Regions from separate parts of the Mus musculus genome. Here regions 2, 3 and 4 are each linked to region 1. A link is a contact called in public HiChIP or PLAC-seq and promoter capture Hi-C data. All regions are on one chromosome and are shown on one strand. The core of a region is the stretch at or near the end of the contact, and the rest is flanking DNA. Distances in the headings are between cores, read along the strand shown. Region 1 holds the start of Orai2 (ORAI calcium release-activated calcium modulator 2). Region 2 holds the start of Hspb1 (heat shock protein 1). Region 3 has its middle 15 kb from the start of Myl10. Region 4 has its middle 8.7 kb from the start of Gm38722.

Evidence for each region. Promoter capture Hi-C pulls out the DNA fragments that hold promoters and counts their contacts. HiChIP or PLAC-seq counts read pairs in DNA pulled down with a chosen protein or histone mark.
Region 2: an H3K27ac HiChIP or PLAC-seq map of embryonic stem cells shows a contact between it and region 1, with 4 times the contacts expected there. The contact joins the promoter of Hspb1 here to the promoter of Orai2 in region 1. A contact is called at or near these places in 8 of 39 promoter capture datasets (the 3T3-L1 cell line, 3T3-L1-derived adipocytes, embryonic stem cells and 3 more), 1 of 15 datasets of contacts at CTCF or cohesin (embryonic stem cells), 8 of 484 Hi-C or Micro-C datasets (the N1E-115 cell line, adipose-derived mesenchymal stem cells, cardiomyocytes and 3 more), 2 of 115 datasets of contacts at active chromatin or transcription factors (embryonic stem cells and pancreatic cancer cells) and 1 of 9 other capture datasets (embryonic stem cells).
Region 3: a promoter capture Hi-C map of trophoblast stem cells shows a contact between it and region 1, with 5 times the contacts expected there. The contact joins the enhancer-like site here to the promoter of Orai2 in region 1. A contact is called at or near these places in 13 of 39 promoter capture datasets (cranial neural crest, embryonic stem cells, frontonasal cranial neural crest and 6 more) and 2 of 115 datasets of contacts at active chromatin or transcription factors (craniofacial prominence and embryonic stem cells).
Region 4: a contact with region 1 is called in a promoter capture Hi-C map of the HPC-7 cell line, with 4 times the contacts expected there. The contact joins the enhancer-like site here to the promoter of Orai2 in region 1. A contact is called at or near these places in 7 of 39 promoter capture datasets (the C10 cell line, the HPC-7 cell line, cranial neural crest and 4 more), 1 of 115 datasets of contacts at active chromatin or transcription factors (bone marrow-derived macrophages) and 1 of 9 other capture datasets (embryonic stem cells).

What each region holds. Positions count from the first base shown.
Region 1 is chr5:136,168,222-136,171,930 of GRCm38.p6, reverse strand. Orai2 (ORAI calcium release-activated calcium modulator 2) reads left to right here and starts at 1,275. Exons shown (of 3, transcript NM_178751.3): 1 at 1,275-1,393.
Region 2 is chr5:135,885,848-135,889,450 of GRCm38.p6, reverse strand. Hspb1 (heat shock protein 1) reads right to left here and starts at 1,532. Exons shown (of 3, transcript NM_013560.2): 1 at 1,017-1,532; 2 at 339-402; 3 at 1-210. The coding sequence starts at 1,392. The coding sequence ends at 21.
Region 3 is chr5:136,677,171-136,680,634 of GRCm38.p6, reverse strand. No RefSeq gene overlaps it. Among named protein-coding and RNA genes, the nearest start is that of Myl10, 15 kb to the left of the region's middle. Within about 2 kb of position 1,619, at least 27 of the 459 cell types and tissues checked have an H3K27ac peak or open chromatin away from gene starts, as enhancers often do. A contact at or near this core is called in hematopoietic stem and progenitor cells and trophoblast stem cells, where this site is marked.
Region 4 is chr5:136,622,005-136,625,333 of GRCm38.p6, reverse strand. No RefSeq gene overlaps it. Among named protein-coding and RNA genes, the nearest start is that of Gm38722, 8.7 kb to the left of the region's middle. Within about 2 kb of position 2,078, at least 141 of the 459 cell types and tissues checked have an H3K27ac peak or open chromatin away from gene starts, as enhancers often do. A contact at or near this core is called in the HPC-7 cell line, bone marrow-derived macrophages, pre-B cells and 1 more, where this site is marked.

The sequences.
Region 1 (3,709 bases), core at 26-2,525:
ATACCATGGCTTCCTCCCTTCTAAGGAGGAAGTGAGTCAAACAACAGTAAGGGCTGTTGCCTGTGTTTGGTTAGCAAAGCGGCTCCTAGGCAGACTGGTAATTACAGTTGGCATTTCATTTTTGCCCAGGCATGCCAGATAATTGTGCTGGCGGTGGAGGAACCTCAGTGCCTGGCGCTGGAAAGTCCTACTCCAAAGCTAAGCTTCCTAATAACCGCAAGAAGCAAAAACCCCTTGTTGAAAGAGTGTCATCCATGATGCAATGGCTGGAGTTTACCAAGTGTCTCCTTCCTGTTTTCGTTTACTCAAACTTCAGCTCTGCAGGCGCCAGGCAGTTGCCTTGAGAGTGCGTGGCTCCCGCAGGTTCAGACCCTCTTATGTAGGCACACGTGGAGCCTTATGATGGCCCACGCTGTCAGGAGGGGTCAGCGCCAGGAGGGAGGAGTTGCTTTCACCTATCCTAAGTGAATTGACTTGGCAACCCAAGCGGAAACTGCTAACAGTCACATCTATACACTCCCAGTTGTCAGGAAATTTGGATACGAGTGGAATTTTTCCTTCCTTTGGGTTAATGTGTCACAGTCTGATGCTTTTGCGACAGATGGAAAAATCCTATATAGAGCGTGCAAGCAGAAGCGTACCGGGCAAATAGGGAGCACTCTGAGGGGCCACGAGGCACCCACTGGGGCGCTGAGCGTATACTTAGTGTATACTTCCTGCAGAGCCGTTCCTGTTTGAGTTTCTCAGTTGTAAAACCTCAGTGTTCGCCAGGGCATGCCTCGCCGCAGCGTCCAAACGACCCTTCTCTGCCATCCATGAGGTGCCCAGAGCTCAGCAATGAGAACATGTCCCTTGCATTGTTTGGTTCTCACAGCCTTGCTGGAACCAAGAGCCACCTACCTGCGTGACCACAGTAGAATGGTGTCACTGCACAAGCTGAGAAAACCAGGATATAGCCAGGCTGAGCCTTTCTTGCACGCCTCTACCCACTCTGCAACACTCACACCCTGTCCCCACCTCTCTATGCTGCCCACGACAGATGCTGGGTATCCCCTAGTGTCACTCGCTAGGAGCAGCGCTCTCCCACGCCTGGACCCACCCACCTGGGTCCCACGAGGATGATAGCACTTTGTGAAGTGAAGACCCCTAGATCTTGTAGGAGGGGTCGGTCCCCAACCAGCTATTCAGGTCACGTGGTCCGCGGCAGGGCCCCACGGATGGGTCACGTGACGGCGGCGCAGTGTTGCCTAGGCAGCGGCTGCGGGCGGAAAGAGGGAGGGGGCCGGTCCTCCGCCCTGGCCCGGCCGCCGGGCCACCCGGCCGCGACACAGACGCTAGCCACGAGCCGGAGCCGTGAGCTGGAGCCAAGCGCGCTGAGGGCTGGACAGTCAGGGTGAGTGCTCGGCCGCGGGTGGGCCCGTCCATCCTTGTCTGGGGGGGGGGGGTGTCTGAAGGGGAACAGGAGAGGGTCCCCTCCTAGCTAAGGGGCGCGGGGAAATTGGATCAGGGACACTGGACAGGAGGAGATGGAGCTTCTCCCTGGGCAGGCATGGCGTGGAGAGGAAGGGACAGGCTGATGAGAGGCAGAGGGATGGCCTGGTGACCCCAATCCCTTGACTTCCTTGGTAGAGTGCAGTGTCAGAAGACTTGGATCGCGCGGGGCTGCCAGCTGATTCTCGGGTCCTGCAGTCGCAGGGACTTCCCTAGAGTATAGGACAGGGATGCAGGTGGCTGCTTTTGGCAGGCCACTGCCACCTCTCAGGCGCGTGGGTGACAAGACACAGTTCCCGTGCCCCAGATGTTTAGAGGAAGTTAAAACAGGCAGACTCCATAACCTGCTGCCTGAGACAGTTTCAAACAAACCTGGCAAGAGAAATGCTCGTCTAACAGCCTTGCCGTGGGTTGGCTTTTTTTTTTTTTTTTTAATTTTTTTTGTCAGACCTAATCTTTCTGCTGCTCCTCATTTTAATAATAATAATAATTTTTTTTTTAAAAAAAAGGTTCAGTCTGCCTAGCAATCTTAGAGTTGGTGGGTGCTATCTGACAGACTTATGGGCTCCATCTTGTCTCACCGCCCCCTCTGGCCTGAGCTTGGAATTTGTAGGCCAGACTCTGCTTCTCCCCATGGGGCAAGGGTTGGACCAAGATAGGCCCTCTGAGTATAAGGAATGGACTTGTGACAGAAGCTGGTGATGCCTGCCATCCTGGCACGCAGGAGATTAGGTGAGACAGTCCCAAGTTCCAAGCCACCCTGGGCTACACAGCAAGACCCTGTCTCAAAACAAACCCAAAAATAGAAAGGGGATCAGCGGGAGCTGTGGATGGAACCCCTAGAAAATCTGCCTAGCGTGCAGGAACCCTGGGTTCTAACCCCAGCACCATGCAAAGCAGGTGTGTGATCTCAGCCCTTGCAGCATCCAGAGTTCAAAGCTATGCTTGGTTATATTTTTGGTTGGAGGCTGACCTGGCCTACATAAGGCCCTATCTAAAATAGAAGGAAGGGCCGGGCGTGGTGGCGCACACCTTTAATCCCAGCACTTGGGAGGCAGAGGCAGGCAGATTTCTGAGTTCGAGGCCAGCCTGGTCTACAAAGTGAGTTCCAGAACAGCCAGGGCTACACAGAGAAACCCTGTCTCAAAAAAACAAAACCAAACAACTAAAATAGAAGGAAGGAAGGAAGGAAGGAAGGAAGGAAGGAAGGAAGGAGCTGGGTGGTAATGACAACTTGTAGGTAGTGTGGATGGATGGATGGATCTCTGAGTTTGGGATCACTCTGGTCACAGAACAAGTTCTAGGACAGGCAGAGCTCGGAAAAATGAAAAAAAAAAGAAAGAAAAGTAAAAAGAAAGAGATAAGAAATAAAGAAGAAAGGAAAGAAAGAAAGAAAAGGAAAGAGAATGAATTTGAGCCTCCTGGACTAATACAGGGGAAGGGTGTCTCATCTCCTTATAGGACCTGCAGGCCCAACACGATTGAGCGGGAGGCAGACAGCTCTCCACACCCACCCTAACCACTCGGAGCTATTTGCATATCCTCACTCAGCTGCACACTCGGACTGGAACGCAGGGGCTTGCCTCATTGCGGTCCCCCAGAAAATCCATCTTCTTCACATCATGAATCCTTTCCTTCCTTTGATCCCCTGGGTCTGGAGTCACAGACAGTCGTTTGCTACCATGTGGTTGCTGGGAATGGAACCTGGGTCCTCTGGAAGAGCAGCTAGTGGTCTAACCACTGAGCCCCCCGCCCCCCCCCCCACACAAGCCATCTCTCTAGATGAAAGGTAGTCTATCCCCAAGAGACTTGGCAATATCTGACTTCCAGTTGCAGTCTCCCATCATGCCCCTGTGCCCTGGCACTGCTGGAGAAAGTCCAAGAAAGTCCAGCATAGCCTTACTATTTAGCTCTGTGCTGCTGTCCCAGCCCCCCAGAGTCTTCTATCTCTTTGTCTTCAAGCAGTCAACCATCCTGCCCCATTCTCTGGAGGATGAGCGCCTTCCTGCACATGACTTCAGCTTCCTGCTTCTCAGAACCCTCTCTGTGGGCCACATCTTGTCTTGGATAAAGGGTCTGTTTTGGTTTTGTTTAAGATTTTATTTTTACTTGTGTGTGTGTGTTTGTGTTCATATGAGGGCGTGTGCACATGAGTGCAGGTACCATTGGAGGCCACAAGAGGGCAGCAGACCTTCTGGAGCTAGACTTACAAGAAGTT
Region 2 (3,603 bases), core at 283-2,782, 280 kb after region 1:
AGGCAGCAGGCTGATGGCTTCTACTTGGCTCCAGACTGTTCAGACTTCCCAGCTTCTGGGCCCCCAATTTGGGCGCGGGCCTCGAAAGTAACCGGAATGGTGATCTCCGCTGACTGCGTGACTGCTTTGGGCAACGGAGCCTCCACGGTAAGTGTGCCCTCAGGGGATAGGGAAGAGGACACTAGGGTGGGGTCCACACCTGGAGGGAGCCTGGACACACAGAAAATCAGGGCAAGGGTTACACATCCCTCCTGACCCGGGGCTCTTCGCCCTCCGCCCTGGGTCCGCTCCCCCTCCCCCCCACCTCCCCGCCCTCCATGCAAGGAATCAGAACTCACGTGTATTTCCGGGTGAAGCACCGAGAGATGTAGCCATGTTCGTCCTGCCTTTCTTCGTGCTTGCCTGTGGGTGGGGACAGAAGGTCAGAAGCAGCCCTCTGCTGTCCTAGCTAAGGAGTGGCTGGGACCCCCCAGGGAGGCAAACAAACCCGAGTGCGGCGGGGTGCCTGACTGTCTGGAATCTTAAAACTTTCCAGAAACTTCCCTTCTGAGATTTGGGATGCGAAGGGCTTGGCTCTGACCCAGACTTGGATACCAGGGTAGGTATACTCAAAGCCTCTGCGGCTGGGTCTAGGGACCCTGATCCTGCCGCTTGCTTATTTGGGAATGAGGTCTTCCAGAAGGTGTGTTGGGTCTTCCTTCATTTTGTTTCTGTGCTGCGGGTGGAACGCAAAGCCTCAAGGCCTCCCGGCAGGCCAGGCGAAGCTCTACCCTGAGCTACATCCCCAGCTGTTGGTCCATATCATCGAAGATGACAGAGCTTTTAAGAGCAACCTGCACCCCGCGTTCCGGGGCAAGAGAAGCAGGCAAAGGAGAATGATGCGGGCTCCGGGTCCCTAGGTTCATTTCTAACTTCTCAGGGTTCTATTCCTCAGGGTTTCAGCCCCCACCCTCAGCCCCCCAGCCACCACTCTCGCCTCGGCAGCTTCGTCCCCTCTGGGCACAAGGGAAACTCACCAGTGATCTCCACCACGCCTTCCTTGGTCTTCACTGTGAGCTCCTCCGGAGCGAAGTGGTTGACGTCCAGGGACACGCGCCAGCGATCAGCCGTCTGTCGGATCTCCGAGACCCCGCTGCTGAGCTGTCGGTTGAGCGCTCGGCTGAAGGCTGGTGCGGCCAGGGTCACCGCCGCGGGGCCCTCGGCGGTCGCGGCGGGCAGCGGGCGCACGTATCCGGGCCACCCAGCGGCGCTGAACCACTGCGACCACTCATCGGGCAACCGGGGCACCCCGAAAGCTTGATCGAAGAGGCGGCTGTGTGCAGGGTACCAGTCCCGGAATGGTTCCCAGCTCGGGCTCCGCAGCAGCGAGAAGGGCACGCGGCGCTCGGTCATGTTCTTGGCTGGTCAAGGCTGAGGATCTAGAAGCACTGGGCTGAGGATCCGAGAAGTGCCGGACTGGAGCCCCAGCGTGCTTTTATGTGTGCCCAGCCGGGTATTTTTAGCAGGCGGTGCTTCAGGTCTCTATTAATGGCAATGACCGTCTCAGGGGCCGCCCCTCGCCGCCCCTCCCCTCTGCATTCCTCCCCCTAAGCTTGCAAAGGGGGCGGGCAGGCGGGGCCAGGAAGGTTCTGCCCCCATCTGGAAACTTCTCTTGTTGAAGAAAACAAATGACGGCGTAATACCGGTAGCTGGAGCGATTCCCACTGTCGGGTTTAGGACACTGCTGGCTGAAGGGCGGTGGCCTGGGGCCAGCCCCATTTTTTATTGAGAATAACCAGGAGAGGTTAGGTCTTTTGTGTCGCAACTGGGAAGCAACTGAACCTGGTCTGAACCAGAAGGAGGCCCGTGGGAACACACATGTCATGGCACACCTGTGGAGGTCTCATGACACCGGCAAGATAGCTGTCTTCTATAGTGTATCTCCTGGGGAGCAAAGGCTTCGTGGCAGGCGCCTTAGTGTTCACTGAGTATCTTTCTGACCCAGAAACTGACTTTCTTTCTTCTTTCTCTCTTTCTCTCTCCTCTCTCCTCTCTCTCTCTCTCTCTCTCTCTCTCTCTCTCTCTCTCTGAAGTAGGATTTTTCTTTTTTTATTTTGATGCTTTTTTTTTGTTTTGTTTTGCTTTGCTTTTTTTTTTTTTTTTTTTTTTTTTTTTCTGAAGACAATGTTTCTCTGCATAGCCCTGGTTGTCCTGGAACTCACTTTGTAGACCAGGCTGGCCTCGAATTCAGAAACCCGCCTGCCTCTGCCTCCCAAGTGCTGGGATTAAAGGTGTGCATCACCACCGCTGGGCTATTTGATGCTTTTTTTTTTTTTTTTTTTTTTGGTTTTTCGAGACAGGGTTTCTCTGTATAGCCCTGGCTGTCCTGGAATTCACTTTGTAGACCAGGCTGGCCTCGAACTCAGAAATCCACCTGCCCGTGCCTCCGGAGTGCTGGGATTAAAGGCGTGCCCCACCACACCCGGCCGCTTTTTTTTTTTATTATATATATATATATATATATATATATATATATATATATATATATAATGTGTATCAGTGTTTTGCCTACATGAATGTCTGTGTGAGAGTGTTAGATCTTGAGTTACAGAGAGTATCAGAAATTGGAATGCCAGGTGGGTGCTAGAATTTGAACCTGGATACTTGTACTGGCTGGTTTAGTGTCAAATTGATACAAGCTGGAGTTATCACAGAGAAAGGAGCCTCCTTTGAGGAAATACCTCCATGAGATCCAGCTATAAGGCATTTTCTCAATTAGAGATCGGGGGGGGGGGGGCATTGTGGGTGGAGCCATTCTTGGGCTGGTAGTCTTGGTTCTATAAGAGAGCAAGCTGGGCCAGGTGGTGGTGGTGCACGACTTTAATCCCAGCACTTGGGAGGCAGAGGCAGGTGGGTTTCTGAGTTCGAGGCCAGCCTGGTCTACAGAGTGAGTTCCAGGACAGCCAGGGCTATACAGAGAAACACTGTCTAGAAAAGACCCCCCCCCAAAAAAAAAGAGAGAGAGAGAAAGAGAGCGAGAGAACAAGCTGAGCAAGCCAGGGGAAGCAAGCCAGTGAGAAACATCCCTCCATGGCCTCTGCATCAGCTCCTGCTTTCTGACCTGCTTAATTCCAGTCCTGACTTCCTTTGGTGATGAACAGCAATGTGGAAAGTGTCCGCTGAATAAACCCTTTCCTCCCCAACTTGCTTCTTGGTTATGATGTTTGTGCAGGAATAGAAATCCTGACTAAGACAGTACTATAGGAAGGGCAGGCAGTGCCTCTAACCATTAGACCATCTCTCAGGAGACATCGAACCTGGAACCTGCAAGCTGGATGAGTAGGTATCCCCTAGTATCCTCCTGGTTCTGCAACTGCCCCACCCCAGCGCTTGCTCGGACAGGAGGCACAGGCCACACTCAGCTCTTTTTTGGTTTTGTTTTCTGTGTGGTTGTGGCTGTTCTAGAACTCTTTAGACTAAGCTGGCCTGGATCTCACAGATTGGCCTGCCTCTTCCTCCAGAGAGCCCGGCTTAAAGGCAAGCAGCATCACATGGGGCCACCCTCAGTTTTTATGTGGGTTGCTGTGTGTTAAGTACAAAAGAAACTGGGGTCAAAGGGCTATC
Region 3 (3,464 bases), core at 370-2,869, 510 kb before region 1:
CAAAGAACAGAAATTCAGGACTGACCCACAGCCAAGCCAGCTGTGGAAGGACAGGAAACTACCACTTGTGAGACAGTTTAATGGCAATGACATTCTCTACACTGTAGAGTCTACAGACAAGAAAGATTGCGCTTCAATAGGGACCAGAGTGGGAAAGAGGGGTCTGGTCCTGGTGTGATTTATTATATATATATTTTTGAGACACACTAAATTGCCCGGGTTGGCATCAATTCACTATGTAGCCCAGGCTGCCCTGATCTCATTATCCTCCAGCCTCCGCCTCTCATGTGCAGGGACCTCAGCTTCTCATTTGCAGGGGCTTCAGGCCAGTGTACCATGCAGTGCTCTGTAATTGCTTCAATCTGAAATACTCTCCTTCAGGCCTGTGGAGTATGTATGTGCCTAGCATGTTCAGAACTCTGGGTTTCCCACCCCTCCCCCCCAGCACCATGTACACCAGCCACGGTTGCACCCCAGTAATGATAGCTCTTCGGAGGTAGAGTCTGGAGAATTGGAAGTTCAAGGTCATCTCCCTCTACATTGCAATTGGGTCTACATGAAATCTTGTCTCCTTTCTTCTATTTTTTCCAAAATTTTTTATTTATTTTGTTTTGAAACAGGTCTCATTATGTAGCCCTTGCTAGCTTGGAAAGCCCCCATTTAGATCAGGCTGGCCACTAACTCACAGAGAACGCTGTGTGTGCCTGTGTGTCAAAAAGACAATCTTAGATGTCACTCCTCAGGAGACTGTGTCCCTTGTTTTTTGAGACAATCTTATACTGGCCTGGAGTTTTCCCATTTGCCTAGGCTGGCTGCAACAAGTCCCAGGGATCCCCAGGGAACCCCCACCACCCCACCTCTGCCTTCTCAGTGGTAGGTTTACAAACACCACCATGTCCAGCTTCTGTATGTGTGTGCTAGGGACCAACACAGCCCCAGCCCCCACCCCGCCCCATCCCTCTGTGCTTGTAAGGCAAACACTGTGCCAACTGAGCCTTCACCTAGTCTTGACTTTGGGGATTTTTCAGACAGAGTCTCATTATGTAGTCCAGGTTGGCCTGAAACTCACACTGTCTAGTCCAGAATTCACCAGAATTCACAGCCCTCCCGCCTTATCCCCCCAAATGCTGAGGACAGGGATGTACTGCCATATCCAGATCTCAACTCTCTTTCTCTTCCCCAAGATCCAGACCTCACTCCTTGGGCAGCTGGGGAAACTGAGGCCTGGAATATTCAAGGGGCCACAGTGTTCCTCGTGGAATTAAGCCCTCCCATCTCAAAATGGAGCTGAACAGCCCTGGACCTCAGGACGGTCCCTGTTACATCCTCCACACAGGGCAGCTCAAGCAGGCGGGGTCTGAGGCCTCCAGAAGATCTACAGACTGCCAAACAGGCCCAATTTGCTTTACTAATGGGAGGTTTATGCCGCCCAAAGCCTCCTCCCACCCTCCCCTGAGGGCCCCCAGCTGACAGCCACTGAACTGAACAAACTGTAATTATATTGAGCCACATCCGCCCTCCTGAATGAGCCATTAGCCAAGTTGCCAGGTATGGGGAAGCTTACACCCTAGGCTGGTTCTGGGGTGCGGCCAGCCACCCAGCCCCTTCACACCCACAGGTGAGACTCCTCTCCCCGGGTACAGACTCCTCCCTCAGCCTGACCTTAGGCCATTCCTTGAGCCTTGCTTCCTATCACAAGCTGGGGCCCAACAGGAGAGAGAAAAAAGTAGGAGCCATTTCCAGGTCTGTCCTCAGCCCACAGCTTTTACCTCAGAACAGTTTTGGATTAATACAAAAATTGCAGAGACTCTAAGACTTCCTTGTCCCGGCCCTAGCTAGCTTCCCCTGGTTATTAACCGCAGCGCTACCCAGAGCCACACCCCCAGCCCCTCCCTGGGGGATTCTAGGTAGGGGCTCTACCACTGAGCCACGCCCCTAGCCCCTCACTGGGGGATTCTAGGCAGGAGCTCTACCACTGAGCCACACCCCCAGCCCCTCACTGGGGGATTCTAGACATGTGGTCTACCACTGAGCCACACCCCCACTCCTCTTTTTACTTCTTGAGGCAGTTTTGCCTGGTGGCACAAGCCTTCCATCCCAGTTGCTCAGGAGGCTGAGACAGGAGGAGCTCAGAAGGAACTCCAGGCCCACAGAGTGAATTCAAGGTCACCCTGGGCAACTAAGTGAGCCCCCAAAGATAATCTCAGTCTTCACCCTCGATGCAGAAAGAAACAAGATGATTAAATCATTGCCTGTGTCCTATAAAAAGTCAACACATGCTGTTTCTAGAAAGGCACGGTCTTAGATAGCTTGCGTTGTTTGTGAATACTATTGAGATGTGGAGCCGTACCATCTGTCTTGGGACCAGGTGAGGGCTTTAAAGATAAAAGGCAAGTGCGGGACGGTGGTGGTGGCAGCGTTTGACGGGAGGGAGGGGGGTAGGGACAATTGAAGCCATCACAGAATTATGAATCGCGTTTCTCAGGTTCCCACTTTTGTTTATGCCATTCTTTTGGGTTGTCCTGCTACTCATAGCCAAACACAATCTGAGAAAGAGACAGACAGACAGGCAGGCAGGCAGAGACAGACAGACAGACAGACAGAACAAGCTCCCATGCTTGAATACAGACTAGAGGTCAGCCTCAAGTGCTGTTCCTCAGATGCCATCCATCTTGTTTTGTGTGTGGGAGAGGCGCTCATTCTTGTGGGAAGGCAGGGATCAATGTCAGTTGCCTTCATCTATTTTTTTTAAGATTTATTTGTTTATTATATGTAAGTACACTGTAGCTGTCTTCAGACACACCAGAAGAGGGAGTCATATCTCGTTACAGATGGTTGTGAGCCACCATGTGGTTGATGGGATTTGAACTCAGGACCTTTGGAAGAGCAGTCAGTGCTCTTAACCACTGAGCCATCTCACCAGCCCTGCCTTCATCTATGATCTCTGCCTTATGATTATAACCTTTAAAAATGTAAAGTTCAGTTATTTTACTTTTATGAGTATTTTTGCCTGTCCATATGTCTGTGTATCACATGAGTGCCTAGTGCCTGTAGAGACCAGAAGGGGGCGCCCGATCCCCAGAATTGGAGTTATGAATGGTTGTGAGCCACCATTGTGGATGCTGGGAACTGGTCCTGGGTTCTCTGCAAGAGCAGCAAGTGCTTTCAACTGCTAAACCATCTCTCCAGCCCTGCTTTAAATTTTGTTTAAAGGGGTCTCTCACTGAACCTGGAGGTCACCCAAGTAGTCTAGAAAGGCTAGCCAGCCAGCCCACCCTCACCACTGAGGGTGTAAATGCAAGCCACATGCCCACCTGTTTATGTGAGCGCTGGAAAGCTAAACTAAGGTCCTCATAGTTCAGCTTGAACTATGAGGCAGCTCCCCAAATTGGCTTTTGAAGTTGAGTCAATCGCTGAGACCAGGAACTCGCCAGGTCAGCTGGACTGACTGGCCAGAGAGCCCC
Region 4 (3,329 bases), core at 829-3,328, 450 kb before region 1:
GGCTGAAAGGCTTGCCCTGGTCCCTGAATTAGAAACTTAGGCTCTTTAAAGGGGAGGTAGGGGAGACAGGAGGGCACGGGGTCTTGTGTAGTCCAGGCTTGTCTCAAACTTTCTATGTGTTGAAGAACGGCCTTGAACTTCTGATTCAGCTCTTGTCTCTACCTCCTGAATACGGTCATACACCACCATTCCTGGTTTAGGCAGAGCTGGATGGAGCCAAGGGCTTCTGAGTGGTAGGCACGCACTCCACCAGCTGAGCCTCCAAGGAACTTTTTGGCTACTCAAAACAGAGTGCAAGGCTGCATGCCTATGATCCTGGTTTTAGGTGGAGGCATGAGGATCAGGAGTTCAAGGGCATCCTTGGCCTTGTAGTGAGTTTGAGGCCAGCTTGGGCTACAGGAGACCTTCTAAGACAGAGGAAGGGAGGGAAGAAGGAGGGAGGGAGGGAGGGAAGAAGGAGGGAGGGAGGGAAGAAGAATATATTGGACACAGCGGTACCTCCCTGTGATCCTAGCACTCAAGAGGCAGAGAGACAAAAGGATATGGATGGTTCAAGGCCAGCCTCAGCTACAAATAAGATTCTGTCTTTAGGATTGGATGTGAGGAGATCTGCCCCAAGGGATGGAAGGAAGGCTTGTCAAGCAGAACTGGGGAAATGTCTGAGCCTGGAAAGGTCAGGCCCTACAGGGAACTCCTGGTGACCTGTCAAGTGACCTCATAAGCTGCCTTCTATTCTTAATTTTTTTTATTGCATTTATTTACTTATTTTGTATGTGAGGACACCCATGGCACAAGTTTTGACAGCCAGAGGACAACCTGAAGAAGTTGGTTCTCTCCTCTCTCCTGTGGGTCCTGGAGAGCCAACCCAGGTCTTCACGTGTAGCAGAAAGTGCCTTTAGTAACTGAGCCATCTCCATAATCCTAAACTGCTTTCGAAACAGTGCTTGTACCCATAGACTAAGCTGAGCGGTGGTGGCAGACACCTTTAGTCCTAGCACTCGGGAGGCAGAGTCAGGCAGAGCTCTGAGTTCAAGGACAGCCTAGTCTACAGAGTGAGTTCCAGAACAGCCAGGGCTACACAGAGAAACCTTGTTTTGGGGGGACACACACAGACTAAGGAAGCCCTCAGCTTTGACCAGAGAAGGGCTTCTTGAATGGGCAGTGCTTGGGGGGGGGGGGAACTCAGCTGGTCCAAGGGGTGAGAACAGGTGGCTGCTGAATGCCCGGTCCCACCCAGCACGTTGTGTCACCATTCCAAGGCCCAGGGAACATCTGGAAAGAGGGAAGGGAGGAGCAGAATGGGGGTGAAGCATGTGGTGGGCTGTCAATGACTCTTGGTGTCATGAACACCTGGCTGTGACTGCTTACGGGGTGGGGGTATAAGAGAGGGGCATGAAGGTAGGAGAGAGGGGGAACGGGAAAGCAGGCTGTTGCAGAGGAAAGGGTAGTAAGGCGTTGGCTGATCACAGTGTCTTATGAAGCTGCCAAAAGGAAAAACATTTCCGAAAAGCCACTTCTGTTTTATCAGGAAAAAAGTTTCCCCCTTTTTCCTTGGACATGCTATCTTTTAAAGATTTTTTTAAAGTGACATCGTAATTCGTCACATGAACGGATTGGTGAATTTAACGTTAACTCCCATTCATATACTGCTGAAAATGTATCTTAGAAGGCAGACTTGCAATCCCAGCACTTGGGAGACTGAAGAAGGAAGGTGAAGTGTTCAAGGCCAGCCTCAGCTACATAAAAAGCCTGGGCTACATGAGGGTGAGGGGAAGGAGGAGGGGTAAAGAGAGAAAGATTGGGAAACTGAGGCTAAGGTGGTAGCTTTCCTTTCGGGTCATCAAGGCTCTTCGTGCGCCTGACAGGGGGCGCTCTTCCCCAACTCCCTAGCCTCCTCAGCCCGCGCCAGTCAGGGTCCCCCTAAGAAAACCTTGGAGCGATTTTCCTTTTGCGCGAACTCAGCGCCTCCTTCCAACCGCGAGGTCTCAAAGGTGAGCCTCGCACAAATGCCTTGCAGATGTTTCTCCTTCCAGATCGGCTACCGCGGCGCTGCGCGGCGCAGCTCCAGCAGCCGCGCGATCCTGCAGCGATCCGGACCGCATTTTCCTTTCCACCCTCCAACTTTTGCAAGCTGTAGTTATTTGATAATGATTTTTTTTTCAACCTCTCCCAATAATTGTTATCCTCCCCGCCCGGTACAGCTCAGGTGATGGGTGCAGACGGTAGACGCCTCCTCCTCTTCTCTGGCGCGCAGCCCGAGGCCCTGGAGTAAGGAGCCACAACCCAGCCAGCAGAGAAAGCCAAGGTTAAGCGCCCCGGGAGGACCCCAAACGGCCCCCCACGATGCTTTTCTTTGCACCCAATACCCTCCTGAAGCCAGGCCACCTCTCCCTAAGCCTACTCCGAGGTTGTGACTATCTTAGCTGGATGGGTGCCGCAGGCACATGGTTCTGCGGAATCCAACCCTTGGAGTATTGATTGAGGACCTACGGCATTCCCAAGTCCTGAGCAATGAGTTGACTCCCAAAAGCAATCCAGAATGATCCCTGCCTTTGGGGATGCCGGTTCATGAGAAAATCGGGGCTACCATCCTCACCTGGAAAGATGACAAGGCTTTCCCACAAGAGAAAAAGCTTCTCTTGCTCCCTAACTTTCCTTAGCTCCCATGGCCTCTGCAAAGGATCAAGGTCGGCCTGGATGAAAGCTTCCTTAATAAAAAAGGCTCCTCGGCCCGGCATGGTGGCACACGCCTTTAATCCTAGCACTCAGGAGGCAGAGGCAGGTGGATTTCTGAGTTTGAGGCCAGTCTGGTCTACAAAGTGAGTCCCAGGACAGCCAGGGCAATACAGAGAAACCCTGTCTCAAAAAAAAAAAAAAAAAAAAAAAAAAAAAAAAAAAAAAAGGCTCCTCTAAACACGTGGCAGAAAACAAGACCACCAAGGTGGGGCTGGATAGGTCCAAGCTCCCGAGATGAGAGTGGGACCATCCAGTAGAACTCCTATCTCCCCTCAAGACTGTGTATCTGGTCTGTTTAAGGCAAGGTTCACTCTGAAGCCCAGGCTGACCCCTGTCAGCCTGTCAGTTACATGTGTGTACCAGAAGATCATGCTCCTGGGTTTATTACTGTTTTGCTGTTGTTGTTTCTTTTCTGGTTAGAGGGTTCTTAAAATTTATTTGTTCATTTTGAGGGTTTAAAAACAAACAAACAAACAAGCAAAACAAACAAAAACAAAAGAGAAAGAAAAGAAAAGAAGAGAAAAGAAAAGATCACTTTAAGGGAGTAGGGGTAGGGAAAGCTTATGCCAAAGCCGGCCTGTGGAGGTCAGAGG